Linked DNA regions of Triticum aestivum: all the other regions are linked to region 2. The links are chromatin contacts, called in public Hi-C maps. All regions are on one chromosome and are shown on one strand. Each heading gives the region's core, a stretch centred on a gene start, on an enhancer-like site or on the middle of the called end of the contact. The rest is flanking DNA. Distances are from core to core; before and after follow the strand shown.

Region 1 (3,158 bases), core at 545-3,044, 180 kb before region 2:
AACTTTGTTTTGAATACAAGGATGTAGCATGCTAGTGGTTAAGTTCATGGTCTTAATATAATGATGGGAAGTTTAACTGAGCTAGGCAAAGCCCAGTGAGTATCTCCCAACAATGTGACACTGGTTTAAATGGCACCATTAGTCAAAAAAACTAAATATCAACATTTCTCCAAGTATATACCATAAATAAACTGGTTTACCAACATCAAAATTTGCATGGCCAATCTACTGCACACATACCTGAAATAAATAACTTTAGACCCCTACATACGGTAAACAAAATGTATCTCATACCTTTTGGTAGATGCCTTCACCACGGTTAACAGGCAACACTTTAACAGACCTGAAGAACGTGGACAGAACTGGATTTGTAAAGCAACGATCAGTCGCACATAGTGTCCATCTCAGCTTTTGTGCTTCCAACATAACAGATGGTGGCAGAAGGGAGGCAATCACAAAAGGGTCATCCATAGCAGCCACGTGATTGCTGACCTAGGATTATAAAAATGATAGAAGCATAGTGTGATTAGAAGAATGCATAGTGGAGAAATATGCAGTTAGGAAGAAATGCGGTATGTAAAACTTGACTAATGTTCAAAAGTTAAGCGATGCCACAATTCTTAAGAGAAAATATGCAGGTCATCGTCTTCTAAAAGAACATATACCACCAATTCACCACTTCAGTACAAGTTGCAGTCATATAAGAGTATGGATTTATGACTACTAGCGACCTTCAGACAACATGTCATGCAATGAAATGGAGTAACATTTTGCAATTATTCGACCACATGAGCACATACCGTTAGCAGAGGCTTGTCTTTAGGCCTCTCTTGTAACGCCTGCTGAAGTTTCTCTGCACCATAAATCTGCACAACTTGACAGGTTAGCAGAAGCCTGTGCACTCGAATTCGGACAATCAATCACTCTTGAGCTACAATACCTGGACAGAGTTAAGGCCATGCATAAAAACATGGCAAGCATTCCCGATAAGAGGAACGGCCAGCGCTTGGAGCGAGCGGAAAATCACGGAGTCTTCGACCCCGTTAACTTCTTTGCCCACTGCATTGACAAAGTGATGCGATTTAGAAACTGGTGCAATGAGGGAAACAGTATTCCCCCTCGTATCATGAGAGTAAGATAAAGGATACATCACCAGGACGGAGCGCCACATTTATCATCTCATTAGGCTAAATCAGATTGTTATGGACTCAGATAGTAGTACAAAGGATATTACCAACAGGTGACATCAAACAAGCATTCGTTTCGCAATGGTTTTTGACATGGAGCTATGAGACCAGTGGCACCAGACAAGAGATTGGCGTACCTTTCTTCCTGTAGAACTTGAAGGCGCTAGAGGAGGGCTTCGCCGCCGCGGCGGCGCTGGCGTCCGGGGAACCGGGGCCCTGCTGCTGGTCGGGTCCCTGGTTCTGCTTGTCCCGCTGCAGGATGGCGCGGAGGCGGTCGGACCACTGGCGCACGGCCTCGGAGGCGGCGCGGCCCTCGGGGCGGCGCCAGAGCCAGCGGCGGTCGACGGGCGCCACGCGGAGGCGGTTGCGGATCTGGGCCCCGACGGCGCGGGCCCCCTCCGCCCACGGCACCCCGCCGCCGGCCGCCATAGAGGGGTTGGCCATCGAAGAATGGTCAGCAAGTTAGGGTTTGCTCGGTCGCGAGTGCCGCTCAGCTCGGTTCCGTTCCGATCCGCGCCGGTATCAAATCGACTTTGATGAAAAAAAATCAAGCGGAAGAAAGAAGCCGGCCCTGCTCTTGGGGTGGAAGAAAGGAATGTGGTGGTGGGTCCCGGGGCGCAGTGGGCGCGAGGAATGGAGTGGCTGGGGCCCGGTGGCAGCGGGAGAATGGTGGGAGTGGGTTCCGATAAGGACGCTGCTCGGGGAGTCACAGTCCACGTCATCCACGACGGGGACGTGGCTGGATGATCGAAAATTCTAAATCCAACTCCATCGCATGACCCCAAACGGACGTCCGTTTCGTCCGGATTTCGTCCGTTTGGAATGGCAATGAGGAATTCTAGCCTCACCCCCAGCCCGCGCCCGAGCTCGCCACGCCCGGCCTGCGCCTGCGCCGGCCCGCGTGGCCACTCCCGCGGCGCCAGCCCGCCTCCCGTGCTCGCTCATGCCTCGCTCTCTCGCCGGGGCCACGCCGGCCAACGCGCCCGTGCCGCGTCCGAGCTCACCATGCCCGCAGCGCCGCCCCGCCTCCCGTGCTCGCCCATGCTTCGTTCTCTCGTCGGGGCCACGCCCGCCAGCGTGCCGCCGCCGCGCCCCCAGCAGCGTCGGCCCTGCCGCATTTTGCCGAGGAGTCGCCGCTGCTGTAGCTGCTATGGCGAGGAGAGAGAGAGAGAAAAAAAGTGAGAGAGAGACCGATGGGAGGCCTGAGTGGGTGACCAGTGGGTCCAGGCGCGGACGAGAAAGCGTTCGCTTGATGTCCGCTCGACCGCAAAGCCGAACTAAATTTGGGCTCGGGATGGGGCAAAGCGGACCAAAAGCGGACGTCTTTTTACGAATGAGGTTGCACGTTCAGCCACTTCATTTATCTGTTTAGATCCAAACGGACAGACCTGGACGTTTTGGAGTCACGGTGAAGATGGCCTAAACGCACGGACTGGTTACTGGCTTCTCGTCTGGAAACTTCTTTTCTTGGGTACATCCCTTCGGTCAAAGTTTAGTCAAATTACCCTAAAAGAGGTTTTGTCAAATTTCGGGCGCAAACATCAGAATATTGATTCACTCAAACTGCTCGTCCGAATGAGTTGAAGCTTAATCCTCTGTAACACTAACCTAGTTTTAGAGATGTCATGTCCAATTAAGGTCTTTAATTTAAATTGGATCGCCTCATTTTGACGGGGTCAACAATTTCTCAAAGCCCTCCATTCCTAATAAATATAGGTATTTTTAGAGATTTCACTATGGACTACATACAAATGTATATAGACATATTTTAGAGTGTAGATTCACTCATTTTGCTCCGTATGTAGTCTCCTATTGAAATCTCTAGAAAAACTTATATTTAGAAATAGAGGGGATACTATACAATATGGTTCTTATTTTCTAAGACTCCACAATTAATTGAGGTGTTCAATTTAGAATTGGATCACCCAATTTTGAATGGATAACACTTTATCAAGTTTTCTCATTCAATTA
Region 2 (3,476 bases), core at 104-2,603:
TCCAAATTGTGTACAGGTTTAATGTATTGCATTGTCACTCATAACAAAGCTCCTACGACGAAATGGTCTGCTGAATTGATCATCTTCAGATCACACTGGCATATATACATGGCAATGTCAAACGGCTACGGATCACGGTAAGGCAAGGAACGCAAAGTTACCGCGGAAAATGTGGCGGAAGCGCCACTCCATGCCATGAAGATCCTTTGCCACAAGCTCTTGTGTGGGAGGAGACTGCGTCATATCCTGCCAAATAGAAGATCAGGTCAGCGAATGCCACAAACCGACGGCAAGCCATACACTACGCAGGTTCCTTATGACTTTAATTGTAGAATGCAGACATACTAGGGGAGGGAGGCACTCGTCAGCGTGGCGGCGCAGCACCGAGAAGCCGCCATGTGTGCTGGTGTCGGACGCGGTCAGGGTCTTGCAGAAGGACCTCACCGCCGGCCTGGCAGGCGTGGTGCCTCCTGTTGCAGGGCTCGACTTCTCCGTCGTCGTCGCATCACTTTGCTGAAAAATACATGTCGCGACGAAGTGAACACCCTCGAGCAGAAGAAAAGGGGATCCCCAAAACATTCATTTTGGCGGGAGAGATTGAGGGAAGGGCTTACTTCCGGCTCCGGCATGAGCATGACCTGCGCGTAGACCTCGTCCGTGTCCGCCTCCGCCTGCCAAAAATTCCCAGGAAAAGTGAGGCGTCCGAATCGAATTTCGGAGCACGCAGGAGGATGAGAAAATTGGGCGGAATTGAGCGCGGGAAGCGGGCGGGGGAGAGGCAGGCACCTTGAGCTCGACGTTGAGGACGCGGCAGAGCAGCTTAGAGGGCAGATCGTAGAGGCGCATCTGGTTGGCGGCGACCTGGTTCATGGAGGCCTCCACCTGAAAAAAGCAAAACCCAAAGCGGAAAAGCGAAATTCAGCGCGCGAACCGCGGAGCAGCGACCTCCCCGCGCCGAATCGCGCGAGGGCCGAGGGATGGAGGGGGGCGAAGGGGAAGGCGGCGTGGTGAGAACCTGCTCGATGTGGCCCTGCGGGAAGTAGTAGACCATGTCCCCGACGCGCGGCACGGTGACGAGCGGGCCGGCGCAGGCGTGCCAGAGCTCGTCGTACAGCGGATCCCCTGCTCCGCCAAACCCATGAGACATCAGGCACGAGGAGGAGGAGGAGAGTAGGGAGACGGAAAGGGGGGCGCGACGGCCAGATCTGCGCGCGCGTACCTGTGGAGGCGCCCTGCGGGGGCGGGGGCGGCGGCGGCATGGCCGCGGGCGGCATCCGGCGGTCGCGGCAGCGGCGGCGCGGGGGGAAACCCTAGCGGGGGTCGAGGAGGGAAAGGGGGGAGGGGAGGGAGTGGGGGAAGGGAGCGGCAGCAGCGGCAGCGTCAGTAGAAATGTGGGGGTGGGGAGGGGGGGGGGGAGGAGGAGGACGGGAGGGGAGGGGAGGGGGATGGGGGCTGATTAATTTGGTGGTGGTCTCTTGGTAGGGAGTAGGGGAGTGAATCAGACACTGACACGCACACGGAAAGAGGGAGGGCGACGCCGACAGCCGAACGCCCCTCGTGAGACACCGCCCCCGACAACCCCCAAGCCGCGGGGCCCGCCCTGTCCCCCCGATTAACGCACACAGTATAATATTCTCGATCGCCTGTCTCTCTCCCTCCCAATTCACCGCGTACCACATGTTTTTCTTTTTTTGAAGTTGCGTACCACATGGTTGTTCCCTCGAATTACCTTGGCGTGGTGATTCTTTTTATTCTTTTTGTTTACTTGGGCAATGCCGTGAACGTCTTGCTAGAAGGTCTAATTTTTTGGAACTGAGGTTTAGTAGGCATCGGTCAGGTGATGTGAAGGGCCTTCATCGAGGCAATCCGGTGTAAGAGTCGTGGCAATGGGGGTGTCTTACGGTTGCCAGAGAAATTCCTCATTTCGACATTGCCGTGACACCCCCCTCCCTCCCTTGTTCGACGTTTATATTATAGGGAAAAGAATGTATGGGCGAGGGGTTTTGAGATTCAAGGAGTTTCGATTTATAAGACAGAAAGATTCAACTAAGAAGCCAAGATGGTTTCAACATTTTGGAGTGAGCTTTTCACAAAAGTGAGAAAAATTTGGGAGAACTTTCACAGAGTTTGGAGATGAATTTCGAAATGATTGGCCCAACTTTCATAGGTATGATAAAAAAAAGCTTAAGAAATAATTCAACAACGTTTTTGAATATCCAGCAAATAAAACTTTTCAAATCTTGGGCCTGACTTTCAGACCATCCTTGAAAGAATTCGGGAAATTGAAGAACGTGACCTTCGGAATTGTTGTGTGGTGAAGACAGCACTCCAAATGGTGCCCCACCTCGCTGCCGCCAAATCTGGAAGCCATATGGACCCCGGGGGTGCTCGGATCCAGCCATAGCCCTCTCGGATGTGCTAGGATCCAAATGACATGGACAACGCTCCACATGGTGTCCCGCCTTGCCACCTCTGAATTGGCAGCTACATGGACCTTGTCAGTACTCGAATCCGATCGAGCCCTTTCAGCGATGCCAAGATACAGATGGCTGGCATGGAGTATTGCTTGATAAAGGAAGTGCTCCAATTGGTGCCTCACCTTACCACACCAAACCTGGCAACCATATGGACCTCAGCGGTGCTCAGATTCAGCCAAAGCCCTTCGGTGGTGCTAGGATCCAAATGACGCGGAGTATTCCTTGATGAAAGCAGTGCTCCAGTTGGTGCCCCACCTCGCCACCACTGAATTTGGCAGCAACAGAGAGGTTTATGGTGCATGGATCCATCCAAAGCCCTTTAGCGGTGCTAGGATCCAGATGACATGGAGAATTTCTTGATGGAAGCAGCGCTCCAGTTGGTGTCCCATCTCGCCACCACTGAATTTGGCAGCAACGGAGAGATCTACGGTGCTCAGATCCATCCAAAGCCCTTCGGCGGCGCTAGGATCTAGATGACATGGAGTATTTCTTGATGAAAGCAGGGCTCTAGTTGGTGTCCCACCTTGCCACCACTGAATTTGGCAGCAACGGAGGGGTCTATGGTGCTCGCATCCATCCAAAGCCCTTTCGACGGTGCTAGGATCTATATGACATGGCCCCACAACCCGTGCTCTGATCTAGATGAGCCCTTTATACAATGTTGATATCTAAATGACGTGGCCCACAATCCGGTGCTCGGATCCGGCCGGGTCCTTTTGATAGGGCTAAGGTCCAAACGATGTGGCCCACAACCGATGCTTAGGAAGAGGGAGTGTGAGGCAACTTCCGTGGGAACAATGACATTTCTTGCGCCGGTGCCAGTGGGCACATGTGGTGCTTGAGAAGAAGAGGGTGGTGTATGGTACCCTTCAAGGTAGAGGGCGATGAAGTTATGTTGTCTGTGGTTGGGAAAGAAGCAAAAAGAGAAACTGAGATAGATGGAGAAGTTGCAAGAGTCACGCGGTGGGAGAAGATAAGAGAGAAGTACGGTTGTCGGGG
Region 3 (3,369 bases), core at 725-3,224, 210 kb after region 2:
TCTGTAACCCAGTAAGAAGTTGCATCTACTTTTCAGTGTTCAGTTCTGCTTAGGAGGTACCAGTACCTTCCAAGCGCGGTAGAAATGCTCATTGACAGTGGCACGAAGTGACCAATCTACTACCCTTGCTTGCCTCACCCAAAAAATGTCAATTTCAGCTCACAACAACATGATAATAGCATAACAACGTGAAACAAAGAAGGGTACTACCAATAATACTTTTGCACAATTAAACCAAGTAGTGGATGTCATTACACATACCTCAACCTCCATTGCACTGAAACCGAATCCAGAGTCGCCCTCCACAGCAACTACGAGCCGCTCTGGCTCAGCCACTGCTGCCGCAACACAGTACCCCAACCCAACACCCATCGTCCCCCATGTCCCTGCATCCAGTCTTGTCCTTGGCTCATTCTGCACAAGCACAGCCCTGCCAACATCCATGGTATTCGCCCCTTCCGAGACCACAACTGGAGCAGGGCTCCCCTCGGCAAGGATCGCATCGCGAATGATCCGCATGGGTGTCATGAAATTGAACGGCACAACATCCTTCACAAGCTGTGCCTCCATCTTTAGCACATTATCCTTGCTCTTCTTGGTGATTGCATCAACCCATGGGTGCGACCGCGCCAAGCAGAATGGCTGATCCTTGATCTCCCTGTTGAGGAGCTCAACGACTTTCTTCGCATCCCCAACCAGACCAACCTGCGGCTTCCGAAGCTCAATCTCATCTTCAGAGACGTCCACAAGTATGAACTTGACATCCTTGGACCACTTGGGAGGCTCACCAAAGTGAAGCAACCAGTTCAGCCTGGCGCCGACGACGAGGGCCACATCGCACTGCCCAATGGCGAGGGAACGCGCGGCGGTGGAGGACAGTGGGTGCACATCTGGCACGACCCCCTTCCCCATGGGAGTCGGGAGGAAGGGGATGCCGGTGGTGTCCACCAGCTTCTGGATCGCCACCTCGGCACGGGCGTACGCCGCGCCCTTCCCGATCACGATCAGCGGCCGTTCCGCGCGCCGGAGCAGCTCGGCCGCCTCCACGATGCCCTGGTCCAGGGACTTGTGTTTCGGTGGGGACGGATCGGCGGAACCGGCCGCGGCCGCGGCCTCTGCTATGAGGGAGGCGGCGTCGGATTCGGCGAGGGTTTGGTGGAGGACGTCGGAGGGGATGTCGAGGTAGCACCCGCCGGGGCGGCCGGCGACGGTGGCGGCGAGGGCCTGGAAGACGAGGCGGGGGATGTCGGCGATGTCGGCGGCCTTGACGGCGAGCTTGGCGAAGGGCCTGGTAGCGGCGATCTGGTCGAGCTCCTGGAAGTCGCCCCGGCCGGCGTCGCGCTGGTCGCAGGAGCCGGAGACCATGAGGAGCGGCCAGGCGTTGGCGGTGGCGTGGGAGAGGCCGGCGAGGCCGTGGACGCAGCCCGGCCCGGAGACGGTGAGGAGCAGGCCGGGGCGGCCCGTGAGGAAGCCGTAGGCCGCGGCGGCGTACCCCGCGGACTGCTCGTTGCGGAAGGCGAGGAAGCGGCACCCGGCGGCGGCGGCGCGGGAGGCCAGGGAGGTCACCGGGATGCCCACCACCCCGAACATGTGCCGCGCCCCCGCGGCCGCCAGGGCGCGACCTGCGAGCGCGCTGCCGTCGACCCTCGCGGCGGAGTCGGACGCCATCTGTGTGGTGGTCTGGGGATGGGTGGGTTCTTCTCCGATCCGGCTCAGAGTGGTTGGGCGTGGGTTCGCTGGCACACGGAAGTTTATAAAGGGGGTCAGTTAGTCACTGGCGGCGGCGTGCCGGCGGGCGAGGCGGGGCAGATGCGCCTCCCCGGAGCCTGCGGTGTATCTGGTTCCGGTGGCGTCCGGCGGCCGGTGGGGAAATCTGCTGGATGTAGAGGAAAGAGTGCTCCTTTTGCTCTCCTCTCCTCTCCTCTCCTCTCCTCCACCAACATGTTTGTTGGCCAGAGTCTGCATAGACTTCATCATCATGTTCAAAAGCACTTTCCCCTCCACTGAAGTGATCAGGCCAACATACATAGGCAACTCAATATAGTTCCAGATAAAATGGTTATCGATGAATATGCTCAGTACAACAGTTATTAATGATCGTCACAACAGTTATTAATCCCTTCTTCAAGGTGTGCGCTTCATAGTCTAGAAGCTTGATGGGAGATCTTAGGTGAGCATAACGATCGCGACTTTTGTTGATCCGTCGTTCTCGGCATTTGTTCCTTTTGTACTTTATCTTTCTTTTTTCTTTTTAGATGTGATTGTGTTGCTTCTGCCCCAGCACCTATCGTTGGCTTTATAGAGTGTTGAGAGAGAGAGAGAGAGAGAGAGAGATCCAACAACTGTCTTTTCTTTCCCTCCAACTTTCTTTCCTCTCCAACTATTTCTCCTTTCACAAAATCGATTTTACCCAAATTATAAATTCAGCCAATTTCTATTTTGAGCATGGTACCATGGCAATGCTTGCATACACGCATATACGCTCACTCATATAAACACACTCACTGTATCCTTATGGCACCTTTCGAGATACTGAACCGTCACAACATTTTGAGAATGGCAAAGTCACCACAGATGTCCATTTCCTCTATTGTTCATTCGGTCTAATTTTTAATCTCCAAAAGGATGGTGTATAGTATACTCCCTCCATCCCATAATGTAAGACGTTTTTTAACACTACACTAGTGTAAAAAAGCGTATTACATTATGGGAGGGAGGGAGTAATTTTGTTTTGTATTGGTGTTTGCCTCCAAGTGTCTTTCATTGTCCGGTATTGTTTTCCTTCAAATATAAGATGTCCTTTGGATGCCTCTTTCGAAAAAAAAACTAAAAGCATTTTTGGCATGACACACAAAAGAAACTGAAAGCGCTAAGAATATGGAGTCAGGATTTGCCAAACATGCTAAAGGGAATTGCCAGGCTCACAGTACATAATTTTTTTTGGCATGTTTGAAAACATGACATTAGATTTGTAGTGGGTCCAGAGAAATAGGAACCCATCGGACAAAAATCTAATCTTTATCTTTACCTAATAATAAAGAAAATTGGGTTTCTGTCGTCCGTCTTCGCTAGCGATTTTGCAAAATAGTCCCTGTCCTTTTTGTTATTCAACCCGCAGTCCCTTTTTAAGTGGATATATAATATACGTCGTTCTTACAAAAAAGACCCTGTGTTTTTGTTATTCGGTTGCTGGCGAGCGAGACAAGCTGCAGGTCGAGGCTGGCCGCGATGCAGAAGATGTCCGGCGCGGCGGCTGCGATCTCCGGCCAGATCCGGTCGAGGAGGCGAGGCTGGAGCGATCTAGGAGGCGCGGGAGGAGGTCCAGCGGCGAAGCTTCAACTCCAAGTACATGGTGGCGGTGTTCCTCGC

What was found. Hi-C and Micro-C count contacts between places; a contact is called where the count stands out from the background.
Region 1: a contact with region 2 is called in a Hi-C map of leaf, with 5 times the contacts expected there. The contact joins the promoter of LOC123072161 here to the promoter of LOC606348 in region 2. A contact is called at or near these places in 3 of 5 Hi-C or Micro-C datasets (all in leaf) and 1 of 1 datasets of contacts at active chromatin or transcription factors (leaf).
Region 3: a contact with region 2 is called in a Hi-C map of leaf, with 7 times the contacts expected there. The contact joins the promoter of LOC123072164 here to the promoter of LOC606348 in region 2. A contact is called at or near these places in 5 of 5 Hi-C or Micro-C datasets (leaf, root and an unstated tissue) and 1 of 1 datasets of contacts at active chromatin or transcription factors (leaf).

Annotation. Positions count from the first base shown.
Region 1 is chr3B:747,115,780-747,118,937 of IWGSC CS RefSeq v2.1, forward strand. It overlaps LOC123072161, which reads right to left and starts at 1,795. Exons shown (of 7, transcript XM_044495721.1): 1 at 1,325-1,795; 2 at 941-1,059; 3 at 801-866; 4 at 295-492. The coding sequence starts at 1,631.
Region 2 is chr3B:747,297,379-747,300,854 of IWGSC CS RefSeq v2.1, forward strand. LOC606348 (auxin response factor 4) reads right to left here and starts at 1,354. Exons shown (of 15, transcript XM_044495723.1): 1 at 1,220-1,354; 2 at 1,016-1,122; 3 at 787-882; 4 at 615-671; 5 at 346-513; 6 at 162-246. The coding sequence starts at 1,274.
Region 3 is chr3B:747,507,817-747,511,185 of IWGSC CS RefSeq v2.1, forward strand. LOC123072164 (2-hydroxyacyl-CoA lyase) reads right to left here and starts at 1,975. Exons shown (of 2, transcript XM_044495724.1): 1 at 262-1,975. The coding sequence starts at 1,668.